Linked DNA regions of Anas platyrhynchos: region 2 is linked to region 1. Evidence: chromatin contacts called from public Hi-C data. All regions are on one chromosome and are shown on one strand. The core of a region is the stretch at or near the end of the contact, and the rest is flanking DNA. Distances in the headings are between cores, read along the strand shown.

Evidence for each region. A called contact is a pair of places that touch in the nucleus more often than the background predicts.
Region 2: a contact with region 1 is called in a Hi-C map of liver, with 2.6 times the contacts expected there. The contact joins the promoter of SALL4 here to the enhancer-like site in region 1. A contact is called at or near these places in 2 of 8 Hi-C or Micro-C datasets (liver and skeletal muscle).

Annotation. Positions count from the first base shown.
Region 1 is chr21:10,809,003-10,815,380 of IASCAAS_PekinDuck_T2T, reverse strand. ATP9A (ATPase phospholipid transporting 9A (putative)) reads left to right here. Exons shown (of 28, transcript XM_027442931.3): 15 at 2,999-3,160. Among named protein-coding and RNA genes, the nearest start is that of NFATC2, 27 kb to the right of the region's middle. Within about 2 kb of position 3,065, at least 2 of the 8 cell types and tissues checked have an H3K27ac peak or open chromatin away from gene starts, as enhancers often do.
Region 2 is chr21:10,875,268-10,881,435 of IASCAAS_PekinDuck_T2T, reverse strand. It overlaps SALL4 (spalt like transcription factor 4), which reads left to right and starts at 4,811. Exons shown (of 5, transcript XM_038166392.2): 1 at 4,811-5,395. The coding sequence starts at 5,326.

The DNA.
Region 1 (6,378 bases), core at 1,816-4,315:
CCCTGACAGCCCACCGCAGCTGCCAGGACATGAAAGGGTGCTCCGATCAATGGGTTTCTGCCTGTTGTCTGTGTGCCTAGGCAACCCTAAATGGGACGTTTGTAGAGCAACTCATAGCACAGAAGGATCAATTTGTCCCTTTGGAATGAAATTTATTAGTCGATATCCACTTTGGTGGTGGCTTGGGTAATTTAATTGTCAGAAAGAACAAAGTTGAGGGGATGGTACGGCGGGCTCCCGTAGCTGCTCTGCTCTGTAATGCACGGATCTTTGTCTGACTTGGCCAGGACAGAGCTACGAACTCCCAGAGAGCTCTCAGGAACCTTTCTGACTTCTCATCAGTCAGCATGGGCTCATGAAAAGGTGTATGAGTGGTTTCCATCCTGGTTAAAGCTGTCAACGTATCTTTGCATCTTCCGTGTTTCGCATCTTTTTGCTGTGACCAGGAGCCTTCCAGTTACCGATTTATGGGGTGCAGAGTAAAGTTTTTCTGGCCCATGCCGCTCTGGAAGCACGTTGCCTGGCCAGATGCCCCGGCCCTGCAGGAGAACTGGTGGCCTGGTGTCCTTGGTGTCGTCCTGCAGTGTTCAGGGCTGAGCACGTTGTGCTTTGTGGTGAATGGGAATGGCAATTTCAGTGCTTGCAGTGGCTCTGATGGGAACACTTCAAAATGATATCACTTTTCCTCTCTGTTAATTCGCGAAGCACTGCAGAGGCTGGGAGGTGACAAGTTAAAAGGGGTCAGCCCCACTTCCCCGTGCTGAATGGGCTTCACCTGGAGGGCCATTGAGGGCTGAAAGAAGTAGTGCTCCTGGGCCCAGCAGCAAGGGAGAGGGGGGATTTCCTTCATTACTCTTCCCCTTCTGCCGACATGCCTTTTTGTAGTCTCAGGGCCATCCGAAATGAGTGGTGGCGCACAGGGAAATGCAGTTAGTTTGCAGTATGATGTGTGCAGCATAGCAGGTATCCTCTGCTGCTCTTCCAGTTGCTACTGTGTGCTGGGCTTTTCTTTTAGGAGGTTTGAATGCTTCCTGACATAGAATTGAAGTGAGATGCTGGCAGGGAATGAGGAATCTGTGAAAGAAAGTAGCAATGGAGATGCTTTAACAGCCTGAGGTGGGAGCAGAGCTTTATGTCTTCAGACATTTGTAGCTCACCAACATGGGCAGATGAGCATCTAGTGCTATGTACACCAAGCAAGTCCTTGTGTTAACATCACACTGTGAAAAATTCTCAATCATTATTAACCAGAGTATTAGAAACCTGAGCTCAATCTCTGCTCTGAGAGGTAGTTAGGAGGATTATCCAACTGCACCCTTTAATGCACTAAGGATGTCTTGAAGAAACTTTTGAAAAAGAATCTTGAAAGATCCTTTGATTTGTTGTAACCTTTGTGAATAAGCCTGCAAAAACTTGCTAGTATTAAAACAAATATTGATTTAAAGGCCTTTAAAGACAAAGGCAACTCAGCTAATTTTTTTTTTTCATCTGATGATTTAAGACTACCTTAAGAAAGAAAAGGATTTATTTTAGGTTGTTTTTTAAACCTAATTGTGGATGAAAGGGAGCCGAGATATAAAAGATTGTCTGATTAGACCAATTGTATCAACTTTCCTAGTAAAACCTTGAGTCGATGCAAGTATTTATAGATTTCATTTCTATCTGTATCCTAGTGTATGTGATTTCCCAAAATAAATCTCACTTTTATGTAAGGTATTTGTGGGAATAGGCAGTAAAAGCAGAACCTGAAATGCCCAAGGAGTAATTAACCTTCAAGTCAGCAGCAACCATGTGCCACACATTCTCACATTCTTGAGAACGTCACTGTAAAAAACTTCTAGTATTTTGTATTTGTTTGGGGAAACTATCCCTTGATCCTTCCTGTAGGCACGTGATATATGGGCTTATGTCAGCTGCTGCTCCCATCCGTTACTGCCAGGACAGCTTCTAGAGTGAAATGCCTGTATCTCAGCAGGATCATTCCTAGGTGGCTATGTCAGCTGAGGTGGGGAGATGGGGGCAGCGCTGGGGGAGCAAAATGAAGTCTTTGGTCTTCTGTTGTGACTTGGTTGTAATTTAGTGAATGCTTGTAAGGAAATCAATGTTGCAGGTCCTCAAATACGGAAAGCAGCAGTCAAAATGATAGTTGTATAAGCTCAACTGAGTATTACTGTGTGTTGAAAAACAGTTTTTTTTTTAATTATTGTTATTAATTTGTTTATTTTAATGTGTGGGGCAGAGGAGCTCTGCTAAAAAGTGCCTGCGAGCCAGCCTTCATCTGTTTTGCTGCTCAGTACAGAGATTGCAAATTGCTGATGAACTGTTACTACCAAACCGAGTACAACAGGGAGCTTGTTTTCCTTTGTTTTTCCATGTGAATTTTTAATGATCTCTGCATTAGCATTTCAGGCTTTGATACTGTAAATCCAGGGTGAAAGCATCACATTGAATTCTTGATTTCATAAACAGCAAGTTTTGAAACAGCACATTCAACAAGTTAGGTGTTTGTAAACAGATTTTACTAATGGGCCCCTACAGAGGTTTGGGCGCCCTGGAGCTGGGCAGAGGGTACCGGTGCCTCCGTTTGCTGGATGTTTTCCTTCTGGACACTGCAGCCAGAAGCAGGGAGCCGGCGGCCACCTCCTGCTAAGGGCCTAGGAAGGCTTTGCAGCTGATTCAGGAGCTGGCCCGCCCAAACCACAGAATTACTCTTAGTGAAGGCTCAGTGTCAGGAAAAGCCCGTTATATCCAGCTGTACCCGAGCACCTGTGTAAAAAATGTATCATTAACATTAGGTGGAGATTTCAGCAGCCTGATGATCCACAGCCCACCAGTTTTTCTGGAAAACTTGGGCTCTACCTACATGCCTGACCCAGAACCATGGTCAGGGTGCTAGGCCTGGACTGGCATTTCCCTTTCTGCCTCCGTGAACGGTTTTAATTCATGATACAGCATAAGTTTCAGAGCAGATTACAACCTGCTGTGCCTTTCCTCTCAGGTGGCCCTGGTGCAGTGGACCGAGAGTGTGGGCTTAACACTGGTGGGCAGAGACCAGTCCTCCATGCAGCTGAGGACACCAGGCGGCCACATCCTGAACTTCACCATCCTCCAGATCTTCCCCTTCACTTATGAGAGCAAGCGCATGGGGATAATCGTCCGGGTGAGTGGCTTCAGTTACACGCTTCTGTCTGTGATTCTCCTGTGAATATAATGTGGAAGGTACAAAACATTTGCTCTCAGGAGTGGTGTGCTTCCTCAGGCTATAAACTGGTTCTGTGTTTTGAGCTAATAGCATCTCGCTGCTGGGTTAGTTTGGTGATGTATCCTTTCCTTCATCTTCAATTTATTGAACTTTAGTCCCTCATTCAAACTGACAAGAAAAGGGAGGAGTGAGCTGAAGCTTCAGGCACTGTGTGCGTGTCCTCCATGGCTCTGTCTGCCTCTGGCTTCTCCTTCCTGCTCATGTTTTTAATTTCTATCCTGGATTTCAGCCGTGGGTCCAGCTTGTGCTCAGTCTCTGCAGCAGTTGTGGTGGTACAACAGGGGGAGATAGAGACAGCAACAACTGAGAAGGAGTGAGGGGTTGTGGACTGATGCCACAGCAAACAAGTTCAGCAGATTGGTAGTGGTAGTGCGGTGCTGCCCTGATCTCTGCCAGGTGCTGAAACTCTGTCAGACACTGTGGAAGTACAAGACTGCTGGAGAGGGCACTTGCTGTAGCTGCAGAGAATGGTGGAGGTCTTTCTGAGCTGTTTAACATCTCAAAGCCATGCTGAGAATGTTGTATCATGAGCAGAATTCGAAAATAGCTGAGTTAAGGTAAAAGGGTACATCTGTGCACGCAGATAATTTTATCAGCAGGGGCAGGCACTGCACAGGCTAAATATGTGCCCAGCTGAAATTGTGCATATTTGTTATTCTGTCTGCAAATGCAATAGAAGATCACACTTCCAGAAGTTAATTACCTTGAAAAAGAAAGAATAAGAAAGCATGGATCTTTTAAAAACAGTAGAAATGAGTTATCACCATTATCATCATTAGTTTTCCAGATACTGCTAGGAAATCAATGTTAGAAAAATAAATCAACCCAGCTGAAGCAAGGCACTTCCATTTTCCTGCAAAGCAAACAAGGTGAAGCGGTTTGAATATTTCTTTTGGAGATAATTAAAACATTGCTGTTACTTTTTTTTACTGAAAGTACAGACATATAATTGGTGCCAGGAATTTAAAACATGAATAGGAAACCTATAATCCAGGGCAAGATATGATTTGCTGTATCATTGCACAGGATCTGCAGCCTTGTTATTTAGGGTGGGGAGAATGGGTAAGGTTGATCCTTACCTCCTTTTGCTTTGTGCTAAAACTAGGTTGCTGCATATTTATTTGGGGGTATCTGGAAAGAGAGTGTAATATTATCTTCTGCCTCATATTTTAAATTATAAAACAGTAGTTGGAATAGTCTTTGTTGTCATTAGAAGCAGCTGGGACCAGGGTAGTGTACATGGGCCTCTTCCATAGCAGATTTATTTGGTCTGCTTCATTGGCTGATGTTTGGAGGCTTCACAAATCTGAACTTCTCTGGCTGTCTTGCAGAACACAGCCTCTGTCAGAAACAACGTCATGGAGGAATAATGTCACGGAGAACTTCAAATCTCTCAGTAACAGGAATATGGGTGATAAAGATGGAACTGTAACGTGCACACAATAGCTTTTGCAAACCCATGCTTGACAATCTGTGTTTCATACAGATTGAAATTCATTAAAGCTCTTGCAAATGGCTGTATTTGCATTATTCCACCTGTGTATTTTGGACCTGGATCTCCCGTTACTCAAGGAACTGCTTTTAAGTGCTGGATTGCAGGCCTCAGTACAGTGGCACAAATATGTATTTCAAGTTGTTCCAGGCTTTGGAATATTAAAACATGCCTGAGGGCAGGAATGCTGGTTGAAATGTGCTGATAGGCTGAGCTTGTACAAAGTAATCAGTGTGTTAAATCTGTGAGTGTAGAGACCTGACTGAATGTGTTTTAACACAGAGTCCCACAAATGTGTCCTGCTGCATGGGAGGATAGCTGCAGCAAGGATAGCACATGTACCTCTAAATACAGCAAGCATGATTTCTTGAGCTGGACTATTTTTTTTAATGGTAAAAGTGATTTGGAGCCTTCAGGCAACCTTTTTGAGTCCTAAAAGAAAAAGATGAGCAATAAAAGATGGAGGAATAAAAAAACCTTTCCCTACCATTGCTTATGATAAGTATTTTTTTTTTTTTTTTTTTGAGGAACTGTTTTATCAAAAGATTAAGAAGTGGGCTAACCATCAGAACAAGAAAACACTTCTTTTAAATTGTGATTGCGTGCTCAGCAGAGAAACGGATGCTCTGAAATTCTTTCTCATCTAACAAAAAGTAGAATCACAGAATCACAGAATTTCTAGGTTGGAAGAGACCTCAAGATCATCGAGTCCAACCTCTAACCTAACACGAACAGTCCCCACTAAACCATATCCCTAAGCTCTACATCTAAACGTCTTTTGAAGACTTCCAGGGATGGTGACTCCACCACCTCCCTGGGCAGCCTGTTCCAATGCCTCACAACCCTTTCAGTAAAGAAGCTCTTCCTAACATCTAACCTAAAACTCCCCTGGCGCAACTTTAGCCCGTTCCCCCTCGTCCTGTCACCAGGCACGTGGGAGAACAGGCCAACCCCCACCTCTCTACAGCCTCCTTTAAGGTATCTGTAGAGAGCAATAAGGTCGCCCCTGAGCCTCCTCTTCTCCAGGCTGAACAAGCCCAGCTCCCTCAGCCGCTCCTCGTAGGACTTGTTCTCCAGGCCCCTCACCAGCTTCATCGCCCTTCTTTGGACCCGCTCAAGCACCTCGATGTCCTTCTTGTAGCGAGGGGCCCAAAACTGAACACAGTACTCGAGGTGCGGCCTCACCAGAGCCGAGTACAGGGGGACGATCACCTCCCTAGCCCTGAAAAAATGATCCTTCCGCAGGTAGAAAAGTATCTAAGTAGAAAGGAGATCTTTTTTCCCCCCCTTTATGTATGATAAAATGACAAGATGCAAGTCAGTGATCTGAAGCTTGTGCCTTTTAAAACGACCATGAGCTACATTCCTCCCATTTAGGAAGAAAAAGTTTCCTATTGTGCATTTCTGTATTTAATGTAGTACTGCTGAAGAAAATGGCAAAACTCCCACTGGTGGTCAGTGGGAGCAATATCAGGCCCAGATCCTAAGCCTGTAAAACAGGTTTGTATTGCTCATAGAAGCACTGCCTCCTCCATCATGCTTGGTAGCGAAGTGTCTTTATTTTGCAGCTGTGAGCTGCTGCTAAGCCACTGTACAGCCTCCTATGCACCCTGTGCGGAGCCAG
Region 2 (6,168 bases), core at 3,562-6,061, 64 kb before region 1:
AACATCCACAGATTTGTTTGTTTACCTGCCTATCCCACATGCCTCTCATTCCTCCAGGCTGGGGAGCCAGTTGGTGACTCTTTCAAAAAGTTACAATTCCTACGTCATTCCTCAGCTTACTTGGGACACGTAACTTCCAATCAAGCTGCTTCCTGCATCTTCAGTCAGACACATCTTTCATAAAACGCGTTTTAGATGTAACAGCACAGAACCCATGGGAATCAGCAGTCCATTAGCTGCATTAGGAGGACTAATATGAAGGTGGTACTTCTGTTGTGTTTATAAAATGTTTTAGAATTGTCAGCATGGTAAGCCTGAGTAGGAGAAACTGTTTACAAGTAAGGAGGGAGGGTAACTATGAATACATCTTACACACACACCATTGTGCTTCTTTCTCCTTTACCTTCCCACGCTCTAATGGAGGTGTGAAGATTTCACCACCTCCAAACTCCTCATCCCCTCTTCAGCCCCATCATCCATGTCTAAATATTGTTCCTAAAACATAATGCAAAATAATGTAATCTCTTCAGGGAAATCCCAGCTAATGGAGCTGGAGTAGACACTGGGAATGGGGGCAATCAGATGGTTACGCAGAATCACAACAACTAAAACAACAGGGTTTGTTCCCATCTTTAACATGAGCATTAAAATAGTGTGAACATTGGCTCACACTTAACAACTTGTTATTAGTGAATAACTGTTCTCTGATGCTGTTACCTGGAGGCTACATTTAGTGTACAGAAAATATGAATCTCTCTTAATACCCTGGTAGCAGCTTTCATGACTTTTACTTAGTGTTTTAGCTCTTAAATGTCAGTAATGTCAGTGCCTAGATCCTTTTAGGATATTCAAAAGATTTGGTCTCACAGATTTTAGCCCTGTGTTTGAGAAACTGGGAGCAAATTCAGGAGTTCCTAAATTTAGCTTAAAGTTTCTTCATTAACAGGTGTACCCTTTAATTATTCTGCCCTGCAAATACATATAAGGTATTGCTCTAGTGAGGGTAGTTGTATTAATTCCTGTGCAGAAAGTAGTTAAGCTGTGTACAGTGCCTGTATTAATAGGAGCCATGCTAATTGGCCTGATAGGTCAATACGTAAGCTGTCCCTGTGCAGCAGGCTAAGGAAGCCTCTTTCTAAAGCTTTCTCCTCCATCATTCTCCTGTTCCTCGGTGTTTCACCTGCTCAGTCCCTGATGTGTTTGGGTGGCTGGTGCCAGCATGTATGTGCAGACCTGGAGCTACAAATTGGGTGGTGGGTCAGCAGTGCTAACATGCTGCCTCATTGCTGGCTGCCATGCAGGTATGGCTGCCATGCAGGTAGGGGTTGAACCACAGCCCTCTCTTTCAGTGAAGACATAATATGCATCTTTCCTCCCTGTTTAGATGCTGATTGTCACACGGTTTCCAAGAACTCGTGTTTTTTGAAACTGCTATCCTGCTGTCAGGTTGCACAGAAACAGGCAGCAGGCTCAAGACTCATTTGAAAGATGGATGCATAGACTGACTGTGGAAAGACTTAATGCTTATTTTGTTATAAAGCAGGAGAAGAAAAAAAAAAAAAGTCCTTTAATTATCATAGTTATTGCGGTATAAAAACTGTCTCAGGAGTGTGTCTCCTGACTTTGGTTTCAAGTAAAGTCTAGTTTGGGAGTCAAAAATACTTACCAACATGGAATTTAACATACTTATTAACCAGTTCTGAATTCTAATGCCTGGGACTCAACATTCAATCCTGATTAACTGGCACAACAATGAACATTAATTACCCTGATCTACATTAGTTACAGAGCTATGGTCAACTTCATATCAGCAAACTTGAGGCTTCCTAAACACGTCTAACAGGTAACATTCAACTCATCTTCCATGTAGTAGAGATAAGCCCTGAAAGCTTGCAGTAAGGTGTGGTGGGAAGAATACAGGAGGAAAGTGAACTGGTGTGCCTCGGAGTATGTCAAGGCTTGTTTTCCTTACCTCTCGAAGCTATTAAAAAAAAAAAAAAAAAAAAAAAGTAGGTAACCTGTAGCAGCACAGCTTTTTAGAAAAAGACATATTTTTATTTAAATTCTAAATTTAGAAAGAAAGATTACGTTGTAAATGTGTACATCCTTCCCAGAAATAAATTGAACCAATCAGAATAGGATCAGCACAGGATTTAAGAAAATACTCTTTACCTTGGTGGGTGTTAGTGTGTGTGTATGGAGATATCTACATGTATACACACGTATATATGCCAACATGTATACATAAATGTATGTATCACCATGAACATACTTGTCAGATCTGCCACAGTCCTAATCATTTGTCAATGACATTCCTGAAGAGAGGAATTTCCAGGGCTGGGCAGAGCCGTGGTTGCTGCCGCTGGAAGCAGTTTCTTGTGGCAATGAATTCCACGTGCTCATAATGCACAGCATTAAAAAAGCTTCCTTTTATCAGCCTCGAGGGTGGGGCTGGGCTGCTGTTGGAAGTATGCCTATCACAGATGATGCCTCAGCTCTGTTGGTGGTAGAAGATTGTTCCTCTGGACTTTTCTTAAAAAAATAAATAAATGTCAAGCCAGAAAAGGAAGCCTGCTATTTTTCAAATCCAGAAGCTGTAATCATGCTAATCCATATGATCGTGCTAAAGCCAAGTTACATGCCTTTTGCATATGATGTAATCATGCAGAACAGCCTATTTATAATCACTGCTAGCTGGAGGTGCCTTCTGAGAAAAGTTTTTTGGTCACATTTCCCCTCTTCCTATATTTTCCAGTCAGTTATGCTTTCTCCTACTTAAATACAGCAATGTGCATTGCTTTTTTATTTTTCTTGTTAATGCTTTCCAACACGCCTTCTGCTCTCAGTGTGATAGAGCCATACCAACTGAAATCCCAGTACTCTGAAATCAATACCAAAACTTCCATTGATTTCATATAATATATTCTTTTAAATTCAGTACAAATTCTCCACATGAGATGCTTATTTTAAATATGGATCTACTGTACAGGGCTGTCTGTCTCAGCTTGATACATAAAACAGCATGTTTAATAAATTCGCTGGTGTGGGCTGGCAGCATTATGTGTAATAAATGAAAATCTGTTGGTTATACTGAGCATATCAAGTGTAAAAGGAGAAAATTCATCAATGTAAATACCTATCTGTGGATCAATTGCTATCAATCTTGTTTAACAGTCTATTTCCTCAGGACACACTTTGGAAACAAAGAGCATTTCAAACTGCTGGTTAAACAAACAAATATATAGAAGCTCTTTGGGAAACATGAGGGTGGAGTAATCATCAGATAAAAATGGTCAGAGTGATTTTAAATACCTGTTAATCTCTTCTATTTTATATTAGTAAACGCAAAGTTTCTGATGGAACATGTCCATTCAGAGTACCCCATCAAGAGTAGAGGTTTCTGAGACAATGATCTGCTTGCAGAGGAAACAGCAAGAAAAGCAGCCTGAAAAACAAAATTTGTTCCCTGACCTCCATGTTCAGTAATTGTCCAAGGAGGGCAATACCTTCTGCTCTGCAAGAATTTTTCTAAGATTTGTATTATCCTTAGCTAAATAGAACCCCTTAAGACACACTATAAAAACAAAACAAAACCCCAAGAGGATATATAACTAATGAGATCATGATGCACTGTTTACCTTGCTCTACAACGCTAATATCTTTTCATGGCTGTCATGTACAAACTACAGCTCCCCCCTCCTGAAGCATCACCAAAAAAAGTCAAACCTGAACTATACCACAGGCACTTGGCATGTTTGTGTTCACAGGCACAAACTTTATGATATAATAAATGTACAAAATGCAGGTTTTTTAAAGTTACAAATGCTGATGAATTAACCAGTAAAATGAGACTGTAGTATTGTGCAATCGTGTCTGTGGCAATTGCATGGCCTTGTTATGTACTATTGTTTCCTCCCAACCTTTGTGCTGTCTACCCAAATTCAGGTTTTCCACCCTAAATCACCCTCCTGACACACACAAAAAATAATCTATAGGTCCATTCGTGGATGTTTGCCCTCATAACAGCTCTACAGCTGCAGAAATGCCATCCTCATTTTACAAGAGGGAAACTGAGGCACAGATCCTAGCAAAATGTAAGCGCACCGGCAAGTGCAGGTCGAGTCCGACTTTGAATCTAAATCTGAATTCACCACAAAATCACCTCTCAGCCAAACCAATCTCACCAAAAAATCCCTGTAGAGGATTCAATAGGAAAACAAAAGAAATCAAGTCTTCCCCCCTCCCGGTTTTGCAATCCCCATCTCCAAATGCTTAAGGAGCCTCACACTTTTGCTTGTGCAATGTCCAGCTGGCTTCAGTGGGAATCGGAGGGGTGGAGGTGACTGCTCTGTAACTCTCTGGGGCTTTGCAGCAAAGTAAATCTGAGGCTCAGCAAAGCGGGGTGCAGCAAGCCGAGGGAACCACAGGGACTGTGCCCCCAGCATGCCACCAAACGCCAGGGGCCACCCAGATGGCTCTCGTGGGGAGCATTTAATCGGGCGTTTTTACGTGGAATCAGACAAGTTGGAAATGACCCACCGTGTGCTGACCCAACCAATCTGGCTCCCGTCGTCACTTTCAAAACACAATTTTTTCACTTGCATCAAGTTTTTTTCGCGTGAACCTTTTCCATGACTAACGTTTTTTATTTGCTTTTCAAAATACTATCGGCTCACTTTTGTCGGCTTCCCAGAAAGTGAGACTTAAGGGCAGATTTTGCACAAACGCCGGCTGCAGCCGCCTGTAAAGCCCCTAACTTGCCACGTCGGGAGCCCGGCTTAGCCCCCCCCCCGGACAATCGGGGCTCTTTTCCTTTCCCACCTTATCTCCCGCTTTGGGATTAGCATTGTCCCGGGTTTCTGCCCGCTTTAGGGAGAAACCCCAAATCTCCCAAAGCACACTATAAAAAGTGCAGGTGAGATAACAAAGGTATTGTCCCTCGGCAGCCCGCCGGCTCGCTTGTTTACTCGGGGGGGCCGGATCCTGCCCCTTCCCCGCAGCTCGGGGGGGGCTGCCCCGGCCCCCGGCAGGGCGCACGCCTTTGTCAGCCGGGCCGGGCCGAGCCGAGCCGAGCCGTGCCGGGACTACATCGCCCAGCGTGCCCCGCTGCGCCCTGATCAATGGACCTTATTTGAATAATCTGTGAGCCCTTGGACTCAGGCCAATCAGCTGTCAGGGACCCATGATAAATCGCAATGCATTATTGATAATCATAATTACTCTGACATGCGCATTCCGCCCAATGGGGGTAATTTCCCAACTCTAGGAATTTGTTGTGAAGAGGAAAAATAATTGCTACTATTTTGCTCCCGATGCTGGTGCACCATGTCGCGACGGAAGCAGGCGAAGCCCCAGCACATCAACTCCGAGGAGCAGCCCCCAGATGCTGCAAGTGGTAAGGCGCGCAGCCCCGGCGCCCCCCAGCCCTGCTGATGCGCGGAGGAGGCAGAGGGGCTCTTGCTGGGGGGGGGGGGAATTTTTCAACCCTCGTGTTTCACCCCCACCCTGGGTCCCACAGGCTCCTCGCTGTTTTTTTGGGGCGCTTACATCCCTGGAGTTGTTCCGCGGGCTGGGGGGGCTCGGTGTTTCCCTGGGGGGGGGGCTCGGCTTGGGACTGCCCTGCAGCGCTGCCCGAGGGGGTCCCCCAATGTCCCCCCCCTCCCCAACCCCCCTCACGGGGGCACCCTGGTCCCGCGGAACTCGCGCGGGTCCCCGCGTGGGGTGCGCGCTCGGGGCGCAGCCCCACGGGAGGCGAACCCCAAATTGCCTGGGGCGGAAAGGATTTTTTTTTTTTTTTGGGGGGGGGAGAGTAAGGGGGGAAAGAGGAAGGAATTGCGAACCGTCTTCTCAGGGGTAGGAAATGACTCGAGGTAGGTTTCCCCGATTTCTCTATTTAAGACTTTCTCGGTAGTTCTATGAAGATTTTTTTTGTGGGGTTTTTCGAGAAAAAAAAAAAAAAAAAAAGCGTTCGGACTATTTTTGTTGGAGATCACAATCGCCCTGGACCTTTTGTAGCTTGACCTCCAGCCATCTTTGATTTCCGACTTCCTAAAATAACTCCGGTGAGCTAATGTGGGGTGTGCGTGAGCGCTTTGTATTTGGGTGGCGGGGGGGATTTGTGCTCCCGCAAATCACGGTGCCTCCTTTTCGGGGAGCTCGCAGCACTCT